Regions from separate parts of the Bicyclus anynana genome. Here region 1 is linked to region 2. The links are chromatin contacts, called in public Hi-C maps. All regions are on one chromosome and are shown on one strand. Each heading gives the region's core, a stretch centred on a gene start, on an enhancer-like site or on the middle of the called end of the contact. The rest is flanking DNA. Distances are from core to core; before and after follow the strand shown. Region 1 overlaps LOC112048033 (nuclear hormone receptor FTZ-F1). Region 2 holds the start of LOC112048033 (nuclear hormone receptor FTZ-F1).

Region 1 (5,715 bases), core at 1,948-4,447, 120 kb before region 2:
GATAGCTTAAAAGTTGAAGTTTTCAATATTTCCATAACTTCTTTTAAATGACTTTCGACATAATGAACAGCTGAGATATAAAATAAATCATGAAATCACCAGTATTCTATCAATAATACGTAATACAACCATTTGTCCCTACAGCTACTAAAGAATCAAATTGAAATTCGTTATAACTCGAACCTTGTTTATAATAAAAGAGCATCCAAAAATGTGTGTGGAATACGACGATAAGTGAGGACGAAGTTTGCGGATATAGTGACGAAACCCGCCAGGCCGGTCGGCAGTTCCCTCCGTCGAAACTCGCAACGCAACGAGCTCTCCGACTCTATGCTCGTAGTTGTAAGTAGGTCAAAGTCGCGCGCTATCGCTGGGTATCGCGTGTGTACTGCGACTGCCCTATCTTCAAATCAGTAGATAAACACTTTACACAATAGCGGCGTAGTGCTGTTTGCTTACGCGTAATTTGAAAGTTGTTGGCTTTATGAAATTGATGATGTCATTGTCAACAACATGTACAGAGTCGTGTGGGTATGCCATTTTTTAGAAGAGAGATCCTGAGAGTTTACTTGAGTTTTAATCACATTTACGTCAGTTTGTTAGTCCTTCTTCAATAAAATCAGACTAATATCATAAAGGCGAAAGTTTCTGTGTGTGTATGTTTCTCCTTTACGCTGTGGCTACTGAAGCGATTTAGCGGAAATTTGGAATGTAAATAGATTTTACTCTGGATTAACACATAGGCTACTTTCATCCCGAAAAAATCCATGGTTCCCGCGAGATTTGTAAAAAACTGTATTCCACGCGGACGAAGTCACCGGCGTCCACTAGTGTATAATAATTTTAAATTTACTCGATACCTATTAGTTAAATACAATATTGTATGTCAATAACTAATTGATATGTTATAAAAACACTTGAAAGGCTACAAGCGAAAAAGGATTATTTTTTCCCGTTTTGTTTACATTTGTTCGTGAGGTACTTATTTGAAAGCCGATTACAATTTATAAAGGACCCTTTTCATTCCAAGATCTATTTATGTCGACAAAAGGCTTTATATAAAGGAAATGTGAGAAACATTAAATCTTACAACAAGAACGACTTATTAATCGTTCTTGGACATGTAGACTAACCAAATTAAAACATTACTAAATAAACAACTTTAAAACATTACTAAACAAAAACTACTGCCAATGGGAATGAGTACGGAAGTTATGGTTGATAACTTTAAACTAGGTTCAATTGTCTATGGAATATTCCTAAACCGAAAGGTTATAATCTACTAGTTTTAAATGAACCCTTGGTGTGTAATAAAATCATTGTATCTTCAATACGTTTGACTATTTTAAGAAGTATACCACCAACCATGGCTTTTTCCGGGATAAAAAAGTAGCCTATGTGTTAATCCATGCTATAATATATCTCAATACCAAATTTCAGCTAATTCTGTTAAGTAGTCGAGACGTGACAGAGTAACAAACATTCATATCATTAAAATCATCAGATTTCGCAAATCTCGGGAAACCATGGATTTTTTCGGGATAAAATGTAGTCTATGTTTTGATCCAGAGTAAAATTTATTTCCATTCCAAATTTTAGCCAAATCGCTTCAGTAGTAGCGGTGTTAAAGAGTAACAAATATCCAAACATCCATACAAACTTTCGCGTTTATAATATTAGTATATATACAAAAGAAATTATTATATACTAGCGGACCCGATCAAGCTTCGTTTTGACATAAGTGCACTTATTCTCTATCCCTACTCTACTCTTCTATACCTCTACCCCTACCCTACCCCTACCGCTTGACGTTTGTATGGGAAATAGAAAAGGGCAGTTTGTAGGGTCTTCCCGAAAATTATTTGATTTTTTCTCACCTTTTAAACCTTCCCTATACCTCCACGAACATTTCAAGACCAAGATAAGATAAATCCGTTAAGCCGTTCTCGAGTTCTAGCGAGACTAACGAACAGCAATTCATTTTTATATATATAGATACAAAAGAAATGGTCGTTGTATTATAATAGATGGTAATCGCGAGACTAGGTAACCAGGCTACTGTTATAAATGTAATCGTTATGTAAGAGAAAGCAACGCACTATTACTAGCGTCTCCGTTACCGGTGGTTACGCGGTAAAATGTGCTTTCTCAATTCTCGCGGCAACTCGGCCACGGGCAATGTGTCAAGTGCACCGACGAAAGTGCAGTGTTGCCGCTTCGCTCGCCCCGTTACATCACATCCGTCTGGAGAAAGCGTGGCTCGTCGACATTGTTCCGGGACTCTCGACTCTCGAGCTTTAGCGCTGACGAGGGACGACTTGTGTACAACTACAAACGCACTGTGATATGTACGTGTGATGTCTGAAATACGTATTCCTGTACACTCAGACCAATTATTGTATAGGACCTGCCTCGCTAGACGTTACTTTTCTGTCAAAGTATATGATCAACGATCTAATGCGATTATAAAAACTGTCTCTATAGTATCAATGTTAAATAGTTGTAATCGTGTTCGTCGGTTAAAGAGCTCCGTAAAAATATCTTTTTGTGTAATTGAATTCTGTAAAAAACGTGCAAAAACTTCTAGTTTATTATAAGATATATACCAAATCTAAGCTCGTTTTCTTCAGAAAATGACAGACAATTTTGTTCGTGACTGTGAGTGCGATACAGGTCCTTCTATAATTGGTCTGAGCCTGTACATCAATAGGCCTATATATTTATACAGAGTTCGTGGGTTATCAACAATGTTTTTGGATTCGAGTAAAAACGCACTATGGTCTGTACGTATATTACAATACGCGCCTAAACATAGTTTCGTAGACTTTTTGGGTCATCGACAAACGTCCTCGGACTCTCGACTGAAAGCTTTAGCAACTGCTACTATACGAACGAACGCACTATTGTCTAAACACGACAATAGTGCGTTTGTAACATGTAATGTAATGTCTGAAATTCATTCTCCTGTACATTACAATGCGCGCCTAAAATTTCCTAGATAGTTTCCGTAAGTAATTTGTGTAAATAAGTATGCAAGGGAGATAGATTCATGTACGACTGCCGTTTGTCCTAATTCTGAGAATGGGTCGTAAACAAGCGGCGTCATTTAGAACAAATGAAAATTGCTAGTTGTGGATCGGAGGCTGTGTGCTGGAGTGAGACGAAGCGAGGTGCACGGAGCGGCAACGTCGCCACTCCACGTGACCGGCTGTTCTTGCGTAAGCGTACAACAACCACGACAGAGACTGTTGACTGTTTGCCTGCACCGGCGGTTGCCGAGCCGCGCTCCTAACTAGGGAGCTTGCTCCTATGGGTGAAGGAACCGCGAACTTACGACCTACTTTGTGGAACTGCTGACTGATCCAACTCTACTTAATTGGTATGACACTTAAACTGGTACATGAACCATCTTGATATTTCATTAAAGTGCTTGTAAACTGAGAAGTTACTTGGAATTAACGAAACTGAAATGATTTGATTTTAATTTACATCATAACTCGTTAGAAGGTGACAGATTAAACGCCTATATTTTTAAGAGAGCACAGGTGATGTAAACATAGTAAAGCGAATGCATCCGGACGCACACCTATCGCATGCTGTGTGAGTTTTCAAGAATCAGATCAGATGATTCAAACATGACGTTATAATTATGTTTGCAGTGGTGTTGTCGATACTAGCGTATTGTGTAATCGTGTAATGTACAAGCACGTTGCGCGTTGTGTAGTAGCGTAATGAAAGAACGATGGCAACGGCAGGCGGCACGCTAGCCGTGGGAACTTGACCCAGTTGGTAAGGGGAGGCGAAGCGAGGTATCGATTGCGACCGGCAACACCGCAACGCTGCATGCGTCACACGCGCCTCTTCCTGCCGGCTGCCACACGAAACTCTACGGCTGTAAGATCACAGACAAGTCGCACTGCTCAAACAAACATATTCTCAAAGCAAGAGTAATCATCGCCAAGCGTCGCAATGCAACATTCGCGAGCAGTTTGGTGTCCACCGGGGAGAGGTTTCAAGGATTCGGGACGGGATCCTTATACTTATCTGGAAATTCACCTTTAGATACTTAAAGAACACGGTGTTTCGCGCCCAATCCACTTGAGAGAACAAATTTTGGTCCAGCACTTTGCACATTAATTCGAAGAGATCGACTTCACACTGATTGTAAGTTTGGCTCTGCAAGAGTCCGAAAAGGGAGTTCTGCCACTCCCGGTCGTCTATCGTCTGCACGAACTCTCGGATCATGGGCGAGACGCGCAGGGTCTCCGTGCTGGTGGCCTCGACGGTGCTGGACGGCGTGGCGGCGGCGGTGGCGGGCGCCTCGAACGCGAACCCGTCGGGCGACGCCGAGTGCGGCGAGTGCGCGTCCCACTTGTCGTGCGCGGTCTGCTGCGGCGGCGCCTGCGACTGCGCCGCCAGCAACGCGGGGCCCGGCGATGACTCCGGCGACGACGTCAGCGACGACACCTGCGGGATCTGGATCTCCTGCTTCACGGGCACGGCGGCGTACGGCGAGCCGAAGCCCAGCACCAGCGAAGCATCGCCCAGCGAGCCACGCAGCGTCTGCACGGCGATCTGCCGCTGGCGCATCATCTGCAGCTTGCGAGCGCGGTCGCGCTTGTACATGGGCCCGAACTTGTTGCGTCCGCCGCGCATGCGGTCGGCTCGCACGGCTGCAACAAAACACTTCATATATTACACCGCTTCATGCACTTCGCAGCCATATCCAACACGTGGTTCTACAAATATGGAGAAACTATGACAATCTTAAAATTAGAGTTTGCAATGTCGATATATTTTACCACAATTCTTATTGAATGCATTATAACAAGCAAATCAAAAAACTGTACGTTTTGTAAGAAACTCCTAGCCTTGTCACCACAGAATGTTAAACTCCTTTCAAGCTTTATATAGTTTGTGAGGTTTCGTTGCTTATACATCGATGGATTTCGGAAGTATTCAGTAAAGTTTTGGTCTTACTGGTGCATATAATAGACCTGTTAGAATAACGGGGCTACATTACTAAAGGTTTCTGTGTTAAAAACAGAATATCTCTAAGCGATGTGTAGGCTTGCCTTTGCACTCATTCTTTATAGTACGCTGATAAATGGGAATTTAATAACATGGGCTTGAAATTTAGGACACTAGGCTTAACGCGCACAAGAGTCGACAGCGTTTTATGATTTTGGCTGAAATCCAAATTTCGAGTAACGATCCCCGAGATAACCATAAATTACGATCGTGCCTATTCTTCGCGGGAAAATATGATATGGACTGTAAAGTAACTTACTAAACGGTATGTTAAACACCTATTTATTTGTGTACAACATGCTGTTAACCTTTCAGGTAATTTGATATGTTTTTATGTCTACCCAATAGTTTTTATATCATTTTCGTTACGTTTTATAAACAGGTTGGATGAACTATATTCCGATGTCATAAGTGTTTTAATAGTGCTTGACAAGGACATAGATTTACCGTGCCATAGGTTATGGTTCTAGATCATCTAGTCTACTCGTGTATCGCGGCGCTCACATTTTTGCCTCTACGCGAAATCCATTGTCATATGAATAAAACGTTTAATAATAATTAATAATCATTTATCTATGTGTAAGTATGTTGTGTATCATTTGAATTTTTAAATGTAGTAGGTATGTGTAATATTCATTTTAATTAATTCAATGCATTCCTTATGCATGTTATACATAAAAAACA
Region 2 (5,324 bases), core at 2,641-5,140:
TGTGCTATAGCCAGACGTAAATCTCTGACTCACTTCATCAAGAACCATTTTTCAGTCGTTGAATCGTGATTAAATAGCATCATCCATAAAGTAGGCGGTAAGTTTTCTGAATTTCTCCAACATTCTGCACAAATTTCTTATTTTTTTTCTTTCTATATAAGATATTTATTTATTTTACATTTCTATCTAATAAGATCATTTGCTAGATATCAGAAAACAAAAAAAAAGATTATTGAAATTGATTAAGTCATTCTCAAGTTATGGCGTGACCAAGAGTGATAGAATCATTATTATGCATTTTCTCTGGGAAAATACGTCTAAAGTGTCAATATAGAACTCCTGGGGTAACCGGGATGTTTGCTCTTCGTATTACTGCAGCGGACCCGAGGTTTATTCCCCGGCATATACGTTGTGTGCGAGCTGTTGTGTGCATGTTAATCGAATCCTGGCTCGATAACAAGGGCCATTGCAATGTCATCGCTGCCAAAAAAAAAAAAGTTAGCCCTTGACTACAATCTCACCTGATGGAAAGTGATGATGCAGTCTACGATGGAAGCGGGCTAACTTGTTAGAAGGAGGATGAAAATCCACACTCCTTTCGGTTTCTACACGACTAAAGCTAAATCGCTTGGCGGTACGTCTTTGCCGGTATTCTTTGGCGGTCTCGTGTGCGTTGGGACGAGATCACCCAGCAAGAGACTGCCTAATGTTTCCGTGAAGAATCGCAGACATGCGCCAATTGCGCACACACTGCGAAAAACGCCGCCTGACCGGTTTTTCACCGGGAGACCCTACATCATAACGGCGAGGCACCAGCACCGCCCGCCCAATAGTTCAAGCCCAGCATGGTCGCCGCCTTCGATAGAACGAAAGGAACTAACCCACTCCACCCCAGCTCGCAAATCACTCACAACCGGGTTCAATCACGATACCACAGGACAAGACACCACGGACCAGTGTATTCCCACTTCCCACCCAGTGTTCCACCTATAGATACTATTACACAGAGACCCGTGAGGGTCAGCGTGGATGATCTCGGGAGTTTATACGCTTAAATCTATTAAACTACGCTATGGATAACTACGATGAGAGCCGTGATAGCCCAGTGGATATGACCTCTGCCTCCGATTCCGGAGGGTGTGTGTTCGAATCCGGTCCGGGGCTCCAACCTCCAACTTTTCAGTTGTGTGCATTTTAAGAAATTAAATATCACGTGTCTCAAACGGTGAAGGAAAACATCGTGAGGAATCCTGCATACCAGAGAATTTTCTTGATTCTCTGCGTGAGTGAAACCTGTCAATCCGCACTGGGCTTGCGTGGTGGACTCTTGGCCTAACCCCTCTCATTCTAAAAGACTTAAGCTCAGCAGTAAGCCTAATACGGATTGATAACGACGCTATACATTTTAATGCGATTTTCAATAATAGATAGAGTTAAATCAACGGGAAGGTTTAAAAGTGTAATATAAAACATTCGACAGTGAATTTGTTTCTTTGATATCGACCCATGGGGTTTATATCGACCTTTAACGACTATCGTAGAGTGTAGTAGATACCTACATAATATAGATCAGGGTTTCTGAAAGTGGGGTACCCGAACTCCTAAGGGTTCGCGATTTGACGGCACAGGGTTCGCGACAAGATTTACGTAATGGTGGCTTGATAACTGATACCAAGTCAGAATTAAGGTTAAAATTGTCCAAAATTACTCCTAACATTGAATCCATTTGCGACAAAAAACAAGGAGACCCATGACATTATTATGGTACTTAATGTGTTATTTAAATGAAAAACCTTATTTTCTTCAACAGTCAAAATTATTTTTTTCTTTGGGAGGGGAGGGAGGAGTTTCCCATTAGTTAGTAACGGGTTCGCTGTCATTTGTAAATTTTAACAGGGGTTCGTGAAAGTTTGAGAAATATATGATATTGATGATATTCCTGATATAGATCACACGTATTCGAATACGTTGTTGAGTTATTACGCGCAACTATGACAACCATGTATCATTAGCATCATGCGGTAAACCTATCACCATAAAATGAATATTTTTTATCGTATCCGACTGAAATTTACATCGGCAGTCGATCAAATGTGGAATTATTGATGGAGCACCTCACGGGTCTTATGAAGCCCTAGCAGACGCCCGCGACTTCGTCCGTGTGGAATTCAGTTTTTCACACATCCCGCGGGAACCATGGTTTTTCCGGGATTAAAAGTGTAGGTGTTAATCTAGAGTCTTCTCTTCTTTCTTTCTTTCAGCCAAATCGCTTTAGTTGCCGCAGCGTAAAAAAGGAACAAACATACTTCCACACTTACACACAAACTTTCGCCTTTATAATATTAGTGTGATATTGAGAGCCTGGGTAGCCATATTATACTTAATTATATGAATACTGAAAGTTTGCTCCTATTATACGTAAGTACGGAAGCCAAGTATGGAGTTTGGACAGTCATGGCTTAGGAAGGTAGCAGATTTCCAGATCCTCATTTGTTCAAGTCGGTATGTTTTGAAATTTTCTACGGAATATGATGAGGCAACAAAAATAATATACTTACTTTGATTTTTAACGATGTTTTTCGAAGGTTTTCTCTTCGAAGGGAAGGAAAGGCATTTTGCTCTACCAACTATGTAGTTAAGTGTGTGTATCTATAACATTTTTAAAGGATTTTTGTCTCATTTGTCTTGATGAGGAATTTTTTTAAATGCAGACAACGCAATAAAACAAACAGCGAATAGAGATCGAAAGTGAAACATGAAAAACGCGAAGCTCATTCCTAAGGCGTATGAATAATTCACGTCTGTCCTGAGTCAGGGCGATTACTTCATCCTATGTAACGTGCCCATTGCCCCCTCAGCGCTACACCGCAAGCAGTGCCCCACTAACACAGAATGGAACATCACCGCTGGCATACAAAGTGACGACTATTGACGATAGACGGATAGAGCGTTTTGTGGCCATTCATCATCGGCTAATACCTACCCATTTTAGATTTACTCTTGCAACACGGACCGTGACTCGAACCGCAGTGCAACTCGCTGTGACTACCACTCAAAAAACTCTGAAACGCTATTTCACCCAACCCATTCCATTGTAGGATAGCGCGAAAAGCCAATGCGACGTTGCCGCTCCGTGCAACCGAGCGTACGGCAGGTAGACGTATTCTCTACTAGTCTCTACAGTTCACAATCACAATGCATACAATGTACCTAATTATTATACAACCAGCACTTGTCTGTTTTGAATATAAGACATATGTATTCATAAAATATTCCCGGCCTCATGTCCCAAATCTAGGTTAAGCGGTACGATTGATCTTAGTAGAGTCCAATACGATTTAGTATGTATTATAAAATTTTGTTAAATTTATCCAAAAATAAACATGAACAGTAAGTTGGAATATAGGAATTTTGGAAATATATATTTTTGGACTATACATAAATCGGGCTCGTATCCGGCTGCAGCTAATATATGAATTGGTATGTAGGTATATACTTATGTATAGCTAATCATGTTTAATTGGTAGAGCTAAACTATTACGTACCAGTGGTTGGATCCACATAGGGGATCTTTATTTCCAGCTGTATATTTCCATTGGGTTTCTGTTCCGTGGATATTTCATACTCCACAGCTCGTTCGAACACGATCTCACTCTTCGGCTGGCTCGAAGTAGCGCCCAGACCCTGCGCAACACTCATTTTTGGAGAGTCTTCGTGCATCATCGGACGGTTATGCGAAACAACTAAATCTAGCTGTCCGCACGGTTTATAAAATATCATCTACTTCGCTTAGAAAAATATTTTCTGTCAAATGTTCTACATAAATACCAATAAATCCTTATAAAACACTAAATGTAGGTCTCTAGGCCACTTCACTTACACTTTGATATTCCGACATAACTCGGGTTCAATAGAACTACTATACTCATGACTGACATTGAAATAAGTCGGTAAAGGGCAGCGAGAATTAACCTAATTTGAGAAAAGTATGTCATGGCCTATTTTCCAGAAAACTTATAGTTTGATGTACTTTTATAACAAATAATTAACTATGAATGGTGAATTATGAAAGAGGATGTATGGGAAATGAAGAAAAATATCTACAAGAACATGTTTAAATGTTTATAATATCAAAATCATAAGTTTAAAATAACTTGTATTTATTTAGAAAAAATATTTTTAAATGCATAGATTCAAATGTATATGAATACGTTGAGTTGTGTAATAATAATGACCGTTTCTATTGCACAATCCTTTCACAAGGGCTTCTAATGTAGGTCAATCTGAACGAGTGTGATTACAAATATTTAGAATGTTATATTTAGTTAATTGGCTTAAATATTAATTTAAAGCAAATTAAAATTATATTAATATCAGTTGATGTATAAATTTAGATTTTTTTCGGTGTTATATTCATTATATTTTAATAAAACACTGTGTTGAGTTTAACATCCGGTACATAGCGCGCCATCTATGGCAGAAGAAGTGCACTATAAACTTATAGTGATGTACCTATACGAATTTAAATTGTAATTTATAACCATATAATGTATCGATTCCGAACTCGTTCATACGTTCATGGTGTTAAGTTGTACAAATATCCAAATCAAACGAAAATATTTTCATTTAAAGCCTATGTTTGTTATATGTTTCATTTATGAAATTCTTACAATATATACTACATTGTCATTACGGTTTAATCCAGACAGAAACGATGTTCTTACACTTGCTGCGATCCTTGCATAATATCTCCCTAATCCCTTTAATACTTCCTTTCTCATCAATCCGTTCATACAATACAATTTTGTCGGTTTAGGGTACTCTTAATTTTTATTAACCAGTTATCAATAAAGACCATATTAGAATAATTATTATCTAGACCCGACTCGGCTTCTAAATAAATAATATCTTTGCGACATCCCCGCGTCTACTGACCGTTGCCCATCACCCGCCAGCCGCTATGTCTTCAATTTTTAAATCTCTGATATTTTGTGGGACATCCATTTTAATGAAATGCTGTTAAGGGCAGTTTTAATCTATATAAAATGTACCACGTAAATTATGTATTTTATTGTATAAAGAATAAAAACAAAAATAGTTTCTGTGATTAGATAAACAAACCGCGGACATTTTATCGATCTTTTTTTCATATAAAAAATTTATCGTACCTAAAATTTATTTGATCTGTTTAATAAGATTTAGTAAGCTTTTGTGATTTAAATGCCCAAGCACAAACAAATATTTGTTACTACATCACAGTATAAATATTTTCTATACAATATTATACACACCTTCTTCTTAAATCACTCTATCTATTACTGAAA

Evidence for each region. Hi-C and Micro-C count contacts between places; a contact is called where the count stands out from the background.
Region 1: a contact with region 2 is called in a Hi-C map of whole body, with 3 times the contacts expected there. The contact joins the enhancer-like site here to the promoter of LOC112048033 in region 2. A contact is called at or near these places in 2 of 2 Hi-C or Micro-C datasets (whole body and whole larva).

The regions. Positions count from the first base shown.
Region 1 is chrZ:9,645,888-9,651,602 of ilBicAnyn1.1, reverse strand. It overlaps LOC112048033 (nuclear hormone receptor FTZ-F1), which reads right to left. Exons shown (of 8, transcript XM_052890535.1): 3 at 4,057-4,673. Among protein-coding and RNA genes, the nearest start is that of LOC112048026, 27 kb to the left of the region's middle. Within about 2 kb of position 3,197, at least 8 of the 8 cell types and tissues checked have open chromatin away from gene starts, as enhancers often do.
Region 2 is chrZ:9,523,163-9,528,486 of ilBicAnyn1.1, reverse strand. It overlaps LOC112048033 (nuclear hormone receptor FTZ-F1), which reads right to left and starts at 3,890. Exons shown (of 8, transcript XM_052890535.1): 1 at 3,546-3,890. The coding sequence starts at 3,780.